Linked DNA regions of Mus musculus: region 2 is linked to region 1. The links are chromatin contacts, called in public Hi-C maps. All regions are on one chromosome and are shown on one strand. Each heading gives the region's core, a stretch centred on a gene start, on an enhancer-like site or on the middle of the called end of the contact. The rest is flanking DNA. Distances are from core to core; before and after follow the strand shown.

Evidence for each region. Hi-C and Micro-C count contacts between places; a contact is called where the count stands out from the background.
Region 2: a contact with region 1 is called in a Hi-C map of liver, with 2.6 times the contacts expected there. The contact joins two enhancer-like sites. A contact is called at or near these places in 1 of 39 promoter capture datasets (liver), 1 of 15 datasets of contacts at CTCF or cohesin (CD8 T cells), 10 of 484 Hi-C or Micro-C datasets (the C3H10T1/2 cell line, brown adipocytes, liver and 3 more) and 5 of 115 datasets of contacts at active chromatin or transcription factors (CD8 T cells, bone marrow-derived macrophages, liver and 1 more).

What each region holds. Positions count from the first base shown.
Region 1 is chr16:52,331,611-52,336,347 of GRCm38.p6, forward strand. The region is part of intron 1 of Alcam (activated leukocyte cell adhesion molecule); the gene reads right to left. It overlaps Gm32597 (a long non-coding RNA gene), which reads left to right. Exons shown (of 6, transcript XR_003951905.1): 1 at 1-80; 2 at 349-570; 3 at 2,546-2,669; 4 at 3,003-3,075; 5 at 4,340-4,545; 6 at 4,648-4,737. Among named protein-coding and RNA genes, the nearest start is that of Gm32597, 2.5 kb to the left of the region's middle. Within about 2 kb of position 2,906, at least 10 of the 459 cell types and tissues checked have an H3K27ac peak or open chromatin away from gene starts, as enhancers often do. A contact at or near this core is called in liver and pancreatic cancer cells, where this site is marked.
Region 2 is chr16:52,436,765-52,441,631 of GRCm38.p6, forward strand. All of the region lies in intron 1 of Alcam (activated leukocyte cell adhesion molecule), which reads right to left. Among named protein-coding and RNA genes, the nearest start is that of Alcam, 14 kb to the right of the region's middle. Within about 2 kb of position 1,952, at least 30 of the 459 cell types and tissues checked have an H3K27ac peak or open chromatin away from gene starts, as enhancers often do. A contact at or near this core is called in liver and pancreatic cancer cells, where this site is marked.

The sequences.
Region 1 (4,737 bases), core at 1,656-4,155:
GGGGCACAACTAGAAGCTTCATTCCTCTTGATGAACATCCAAGTGATGGGAAGTTCTATGCATGCTACTGGAGGTGAAAGGTAATAATATTACCCAGATACAAATCATGAGATCTAGAACAGAGATATGCTGGTGTAATATGGCACAGATGGTGTGGGAGTGACCAACTTTGTTTTGATTGGATTTAAGGACCACTAAAGGAAATTGGACTCATATCTGACACTGCTAAAGTGTCCAAGAACTGGGAATTATATAGGTCAGGAGACTAGGGAAAATGCCACTGCTACCATTAAACTAAAGGAACAAAGCGATGGAATGATTACTAATGACACTCTGCTATTCCCATAGATCAGGACCATACTTGACTTTCATCGGAGAAGCTCCTTCTCAGAGTAGGTGGACATTAACACAAAGGCCTACAACTGGACACTATGCAACAAGTGAAGCATTCAGTATTAAATGGGATGTTATCCTCAAAGTCTTGCACTCAAAGCTCAATGATATCTGTGGAAGAAGAGGGGGAAAGATTTTAAGAGCCAGAGGTAAAAGATGACTCAAAGATGACTCAAGGTAACACAACAAGCTGATGAACTCACAGAGAGTGTGGTAGCATGCACAAACAAGACTTTCACTGGTTCACAGGTTCAGGTCTGAGGAGGTTTCAGTCCTGAGAGAGGCAGAGAGGGGTGGGTAGTGAAGGAGGGAAGGAGAGAAGGAGGGAGGGAGGGAGGGAGGGAGGGAGGGAGGGAAGACAGAGACAGAGTGACACATAGAAACAGAGAGAGAGGAAGAGACCCAGAAATGGAGACAAAGGCAGAGATAGAAGGAGAGGTGTGAGCACAGGGTCCCACCCCTAACCTAAATTGATACCTTCAGGCAAAGGGAAAACCATTTTTCTTCAGTTCTTCAATGGGGCGTCACTAGATATATTAGCCACACTCTAGATCAGGATCTATACCCAGAAGTAGTGGGCCAGCACACACAGACAGAAAACAAACAAACAAACAAACAAAAAAACCCAACTTCCATGATATTTAGTTAGGTTTTTGTTTTGTCTTATTTGGGCATTTTGCACTATTATTATTATTATTATTATTATTATTATTATTATTAGTGTGTGCGCACATGCATGTTTGAAAGAGAAAGGGTGAGGAGGAACCTCATAAAAGATAAAAGTTGGGTGGGTAGAGAGGGGGAGAGGATCTGAAGGAAGTTTCCAAACACATGAACACACTCTCTATGGCAACACAAGTCGACTGCACTAGCAGCTGAAGCACGGTCCATGTGCTCAGGATGGTGTGGGCCTATACCAAGCTTCCCTCCTAGCAAGTCAGACAATCTCTAGGAGTTGGTTAACCAGTGTGTACTTATATTGTCTGGCTATAAAATTAAGGGCAATGATGGTATCAATCCCACAGTGTTGTCACTAATGTAACAAATAACTGTGCATTAAGTTTTGCTAAGAAGTAATTGTCAGGTACCATGTCCTCACTCATGCTAGCCACCGCACCTGCCTGCCTTGTACTTATTAGGGTAATAGAAGCAGTGCACCCAGCATTGTAAGGGCAGATGAGGGGGCTGATGGATAGGAAGCAGAAGGCATTTCCCTGAAAGGACCATTTGTATTAAGTCCTCATAGATGAAAACTCAGTCGTGTGGAAGAAATCTGGATGAAACTCAATGAACTGGGAGCACACGTTCTCATGTGTGCAGCCAGTGCTGCCTGAGAGTTGGGTCCAGGTAGAAGCAATGGAGGAAAACACAGCTGGGAGAAATCAGGGAAAGATATCTAGAAAGTGGTTGAAGCAAAGCTTAAAGAATTTAGCTTTTTATCCCACAATGAATGTGGAGGTAAGAAAGGGAAGTGTGAGTGATTTTGAGGATGGAAGTTATGTTCAAATGCTTTTGCTGTTGATAATTATTGTTACTAGCAATGGGGACCAAACACAGCTAGAGTTAGAGAGCCCAAGTGTTAGAGAACCCTGCCTGAAACTCCAATTTCTTATACAATTGTGAGAAAACAGGGCAGTTGGGATAAATAAAGGTAGACATAGTAAATAAAGAGACAGGATGAATGTTTCCAAAGTAAAATCGATAAGAGTTTCAGTACGTTTGCTGACTCCTCAAGCTCCAAAGTTCACATTTCGCAACATAGCTAAGTACACTGCTCACTTGAAGAACAGCTAATGCACAGGCTCTGTGGGAGTGTGTGTGAAATCACACACTAGCTAGGCAAATAGGAATGCGGACTTTTGTGTTAGCTCTTTGGGGAAGCTTGAGACTAAATACGCAGAACAGTCCAAAGCAAATATTAACACAGGCAGTGTTAGGTGCCTGGGTTTCTAAATGAAAATTGTTAAGGTAGAGTGCTTTAACACTTTCCAGCCCTGTTTATTGTGTGCTTCAGATTATGGAAAGAGAAAAACGAAAAAGATGAACTTAAATAATTCCCTCTCTGTTTTATTTGAGTTTTGTGTTTACTAGTTGGAGCTTTTGACCAAGGGGTCAAAACTTTTAATTTATACTTATTTTTCTTCCTTTCTAGAAAATTCTGAATTTAGCGCCTCCAGAGTGTTTTGAAAACACTTCTGTTTCAACAGAGGACACTGCAAGTCTCTGGTGTCAAGTGTAAAGACCTTGCAGTGGTGTGGCATCTGTACCAGTTCAAGGTGACATATGACCAAGATAGTTGCCAATGACAACTGTTGCCAGCCACTTGCTAGAAATCTTCAAGGGTAACATGACGCAGAGTGCATTTCCTGTATGGAGAGCATAGAACGATTTACTTTTTTATCCTTATCGATGTCTTTGGAATGTTTCTGGTAACTGAGGCTTAGCAGTCTAGTCTGTTCTGATGTCTCTGTCCAAGCTGAACAAAAGGGTAATTGAGCAAACTGTGCTCTGGTCTGCCTGGAAGTCAATCCATCTATCTAACCTGCAGCTGCCTGACTGATGGCCTTTCTTCTATTCACCCCTCAGTCACTTTTGTATTCTCTCCTCAGATGCCCTGTCTTTGAGAAGTGATCTTTCAAAGCACAGCATCAAGCGTCCAGAATGGCCACCTCTGACAATCATGTGTGTATATTCCTTTTTGAAATGTCTGCCATTGAGGTTGAATAACAGATAAAATATCTTTATTGAAAATCAACCACAGGTGTTTTAATGATGGTTCAGTGGTTAGAAGCACGTGCTGCCCGTTCAGTGGACCAGGGTTCCAGTCTCAGCGCCTTCATGGTGGCTCCCAACTGTCCGGAACTTTAGTTCCTGGGATCTCATACCCTCTGCTGGCTTCAATAGGTGGCAGGCATGCACAAGCATGAACACACACACACACACACACACACACACACACACACACACCACATACATACATGCAGACAAAACCCGAACACACCAAAACCAGAAATAAATAAATCTTTTAAGCAACACAACAAGATATATCACTTGTCAGCCTACAGGTGAAAGAACACCAGCATAAGAGATCAAACAATCAAGGGTTTATGATTAAATACTTGCTTTCTTGCAACACACCTAACTTCTGGCTAACAGAACAGAAAGCATAAATGTTCTCTGATTCACACTCCCCATTACGAAGAAAGTAAAGGGTCGATTTTGTTGAGATCTGCAACTTCATTGCTTTCTTAACTCAGTGGACAAATGCTTAAAGAGGACAGTATGTCAGACTTCTTAATTTACCATAGGAGTTTCCTAGTTACAGCTTAGTAATGCCACTGAAATCACCTTGGCTTGAATTTCTGACTGGCTGTATTTAATATATATTTGTGTGCGCACGTCTGTGTGTGTGTGTGTAGGTGTGTGTGTGTGTGTGTTGAGTACTATTGTGTGATAGTTCAACTAGCAGAATTCAGTTCTATTCTTCTACCATATGGGTCTTACGGGGCAAACTTAGGTCATCCAGCTTGTCAGCAAGAACACTTATCTGCTGAGACAGCTCACTGGCCCTGACTGTGCATCTGTTGACAAGCATTTGTAGCTGTGAATTTTGCTTCCTTCAGACTGATTATTACTCTCTCTTACAAATTATTAAACATGCTATTCCGTTGCTGAAGCATAGCACATGGTTTGGATGCTAGCAAGCCCTATGGATTGGCTTGTGAGGGTAAAACCACGTTGGAGACAACCCTGCCACAAGCAGAAGGCCATGAGGTCTCAAATGTAATAAGATGAATTATTATCTTAATAGCTTTCACTGGAGATAACGGAAAATTCACTTCACAATTCAAAACTACCTGGAATATTTAACTATTCAGGACTATGTAGATATAATCTCCAAAATAATTATGATTTAGTCCAAACTTTTATGTCCCTTGCACTTTAGTTCTTTAAGGTTGAGTTTGGACAGGCTGCTGGTTACATGCTTTCCTGACATCAAGACAAACTGCATGACGATGAGGATATTTCCAAGTGCATCATCTCTTCAACCAATATTATGTGGGCTGGGAAGGAGCTTTACCATGATAACTCAGTCATTTCCACCAGCGTGTACTGGGCTACAGATCTGGGACTACCTTGGAGATGATCAAAGTGAGTAAACCTATTCACTGATGTTCTGAGCAGCCCACCCAAACAGGAGCTTAGAATTCCTGTGCTGTTTCTGACCCGATTGGCTAATCTTTTCTCTCATAGGTCCTGCCAGGTGCCAGTCACTCCGGCTAATGACATCCACAAACATCTGCACAGCAGTTCCGAGCCTACAAAGCATGTTTCCATATATCT
Region 2 (4,867 bases), core at 702-3,201, 100 kb after region 1:
CAAGAGCCACAGGGTGTTGTGTAAACCATTTAGAATCTAAGAATAAAGTTAGAAATGAACCCACTCTACAGCTAAAACGAACAAATAAGAAATACATGGTTCCGTATTCAAAATAATTTTTAATGTTTTTAGTAATCATTTTATTTGTTTACATTTCAAATGATATCCCCCTTCCCTGTTACACAACTTCTCCATCCCATCTCCCCTCTCCCCTTTCCCTATGCCTCTATGAGGGTGTTCCTCCACCCACCCACCCACTTCCGCCTCACCACTCTAGTATCCCCCTACACTGCAGCACCAAACCTCCACAGGACCAAGGGCCTTTACTCCCATTGATGCCAGATAAGGCCATCCTCTGCTACATAGGTATCTGCAGCCATGAATCCCTCCAGGTATACTCCTTGGTTCCTAGTTTAGTCTCTGGGATCTCTGGTCCGGTTAGGTGATATTGTTCTTCCTCTGAGGTTGCAATCCCCTTCAGTTCCTTCAGTCCTTCCCCTTGCTTTTCCATTGGGGTTTCCCGAGCTCAGTCTGATGGTTGTCTGTGAGTATCTGCATCTGTATTGGTCAGGTGCTGGTATGTTTTCTTAAGTAAGTATTTCTGTAGTCATGAACCTTTAGGTTCAACGACTCAATCATCAAGGCAAATCCGCAGAACTAAAAATTGTAACCTTCCATTCTAACTACTTTATGGTTAAGGAATACAAGGGCACTCTCACTAAATTTATCAATGATATTCTTCTTTCATATGAATTCCTAAGTTGAAAATAATTATAAAAATTTTTACCCAGAGTATGCTACAATAGAAAATATTTCAGGTAGAAAAGTGACTATCATATTTGGCAGTGTTATAAAAAAAAATAGTGGCGCCTGATCTTTCTTTGAAAAGTGTCAAACTACGTCAAAGGACTAGCTTTTGCTTTCATCTGCCAAATGGATTTTTAGCTGTTATCAGCCCGTTATTCTCCTTCCCTCCCTTCTCCAGGCTTTCTTCCTTACAGACAGGTATTACGTTTAATTAGTTGTAGTATTTCTTTGCAAGCCAACTCCAACTTGTATACAGCTTTATTTAAATTGTGAAAAATGCAGTAAAGCATGGTGAAAAAATTATTTCGCTAGAAGTAGAGGCACGTGCTAGTAATTGCAACTCTAAGGAGATTGTGCAACAGCATTGTCCAGGCCAGCCTGGGCTACATAGCAAGCCCCTGTCTTAAAGAGAAAAATGGCAAATCATTTAAAAATATGTAGCTTTAGTATGGTATAAGGAAGAGCTTACTCCACTCCTTGTCTAATCTAATTTCACACTCTGCTTGTAACATTTTTTTTATTTCAATATTTCAATTATTTTATTTATGGTCCACTCTCACTCCGTATCTCAATCTGTAAAGCTTTCCATGGTTAGCTCTTAATAATACATAGTTATGAGGGCAAATAAAGTGCAAATAATACGGAACCGAGATGATGAAGTGATTATTTTTATATGGCAGAGGAAGAAAATCACACAATTACCATGGAAGAGAGCCAACTAGGCTACAGTCTAATATCACTGTTGAACAATACTTTGAGAAGAAAAAAAAAAACCACAGTGACTAACCCAACTAAGTACAAGAACTAAGCCGAGTCTTTTGTTCCTCCTCCAATCTTTCCTGTCACCATATCATCAATCACTGAGTAGCCAGGAAGCTTCTATGATTCAGATTCATTATAGACACAACAGCGATAAATCAACATTCACTTTATGTGTTTCCTAGTTAAGCCACTGAGTAATGAGGTACATGGAATGTTTGCATAAGGTCAGTTTTCTAAGTTTTTTTTTTCATTTTATTACGTGTGAAAAAAAACCCTTTAATAATACAGATTTGGGGTTCGTGAATATGCACACTAAGCCTGCAGTTAAGTCACTAGTACACTCTTTTAGATGTCCTGAAACATCTAAAGCGGAAAAGCTAACAGATTGGGCAATATTTTCAGAAGGCAAAATAATCAAGAAAAAGTAAACAAAGAGGACTTTACATTTCAAGTGCTTGAGCTGTTTCAAGTTTCTCTCTCTCTTTTTCTTTCTTTATCTCTTTTCTCTACCTTTTTTTTTGTAGGAAAATGGAATTCTTTACTATATTTTTATTTCCTCCTGACATTCCTGTAATAACCTCACTTGGAAGCATCCAGAGTGACTACTACTGCCTACCACTGTGGAAAACACAATTACTCCCAAGTTATTCTAGCCTCTCATGGAGAGATCACCAAACTTCTATTTCAGAAAGTGAGCCATGGTAAAAATAAGAAGGCAACTAACACTTTATCAGCTTGAACTTTCATCAATTAATACGATTTTAAGTACAGGCAGATTGAAACTTGGAAAAGATAACGTTCACTGGTTAATTTGCTCAGACTGCCTTTGATTGCTTCCGGGTCAAAGTATGAAGTTTGGAACGAAAGCATTTGGAACCGTAGCCACTGAGCTTAACAAAGAGAAGAAAGGTGTCATTTCTTACCTATCTTGTCTGCATAACTGTGCCCACAAGTGTCTCTAGCTTGGTAATGGGGAATCTAACTTAAGTTTACATGAAACTCTAGCGTTTTAAAAGAAAGCTCCACCATTCTCAAGGAAACACAAACAGATGTTTGCTCTGGGATGAGGAATCAAGGTCTAAAGGCTAGCGCGGGGAATCATGGGAAACAGAGGAAAGAGATAAGAATAAAGTGTGCAGAAAATAGAAAACTATACAAAAACTCAGTGTGAGGAGTAATGCTCTTAGCTCCTGAAAATGATTTAATTAAGTTCTACTTATGAATAAATCCAGATCCTAGCCTCTGTTTAAGCACTGAGGACGACCTGAGCCTCTGTGAAGTCAACTCAGAACAGAAAAAAGCAACTTTCCTAACCAGACAGGCTTGGTGGCAGCAGCCTCTGTGCACTGAGATAGCCTACCTTTTATTTTACAGACAGGCCTTAAACCAGTTCCTTCCTCAGCAGCTCCAGTGTTAGGACCATAGGCCTTACCCAACATGTCCAGTCTTGTGTATTTTCTGAAGGTTTGCTTTTCAGTCTTCATTACAATTCATTTGCAAATTGTAACATCAGATTTTTTTTTCCCAACTCATATTTTATTGTACTATATTTGATAAGTTTTAGGGGTAAATGTGTTTATGTGCCCACATGACTGATTAATTTGCTCATGAAATCTCTGACTCCAGCAAGTTGTCCTCATAGGCAACTACACTTGTATTTAGATGCACACACACACACACACACACACACACACACACACACACTAAGAAAATATAAACTAAAACTTAAAAAAATAGAAAAAAATGAATTTCAGGCATTCTTTGCTAATTCTAGTCATGTGCTGCTAATCGGAAATAGAAATATACTTAGTTTGACTTTTCAGAAACCTACAGACACAAATAACCTGACATTAATAAACAGACCATGCAAAACAGAAGAATGTTTTTGCAAGAGCATTTGCCTATTTATCTAAGCTGTTTATTCTGTTAATCTGGATTGATATTTGAAAACAGACAAATGAGGTGCCATTTGTTTTAACTCATCATTAACACATTTTACAATGGGACAATGATTTTTGCTTTCATTTTACCTTATTATTTGTTTGAGACAGGGTCTCCCTATGTAGCACTGGCTGTCCCATAAATGTGTATGTCGACCAGGCTGGCTGCAAAGTATTAGAGACCTGACTATCTCTGTCTCCCAAGTGTTCATAAGTTTTTTAAATTTTTTTTTCTAAATTTCCTAAATTTCTCAAAGAAACTATGTTTAATTTAAAGTTACTTTGATTCATATGAGAATATATATTGTTATTTAAAATATGCCCGTGGAAGATAGATAAGGTAGTAAGAAAATGCACCACCGAGTCTGATGACCAAAACTCCATATTGAGGACCTACATGATATGAAGAGAAAACTGATTCCTTTCTGTTGTTCTCTGGACTCCATGTGTGCCATGATACCAGATTTCTCCTCTAGATAAATAAATATAAACATAAAAATATGTCTTCTTTATTACAAAAAAAATGTGTTTTATTTTTTTCTTATTCGATTATTCAGTGTACAGGTACTGGGGAAATACATACCAGGATACATTGAATAGAGAAAGATTATGAGATCACAGTCCCTCTCTCCAGGAATATGGAGACTCTTGGACAAAGAGAAACAAGAATAAATAGGCAACAGGCAACAATGAAATGAACTTCAGAGCTGTTTCCAAGAACAGGAGGCTCAGGGAGACTCTTTGGAGGAAGAAAGGCCTCAGCAGCCTTTCTGAAGCTGGAAACACAACTCAGTCAGTTAAAGGCTGGTGTATAGGAGCGTAGGAGGAGTGTCGCAGCATAAGAGGCCGGAGATGGGAGTAGGCAACCCAGAGAATGGAAAGGGCATAATACACTTAGATGTTTTGCTTCAACATGGACTCCAAGAAAACTGTTTAAGAAAGTCTTAAAAACCTTAAGTGCTAGGCTAAAAGCTCATCTTTAACCTAAATATACAGAAAAGCCAGGGATGTGTTGTAAGCAGGCAGTTACACAATATGACATCCCTCAAATCTGGTATCCCTCTGAAGTCACACCATGTTTGTTTTCTTTCGTTTCTTTTATATTGATGTCACTGTAGTCCATGTAAATCTACTGGAGCTACCCCAAGTCATTCTTTGTGCATCCACAGATTAGCACTCCTACACCCATGACCTAACCAGTTGTTCTCAGACACTGTGAACAATAGGCTAGAATGTGTCTTATTTGTTGCTTTCATTTTACATTCAAATTTAAATGTTGCTTCAGATTTTCAATACAACTATTTTTTTTCATTATCAGATAAGAACTCTATCATAATGAATATGATATTGTAATTAAA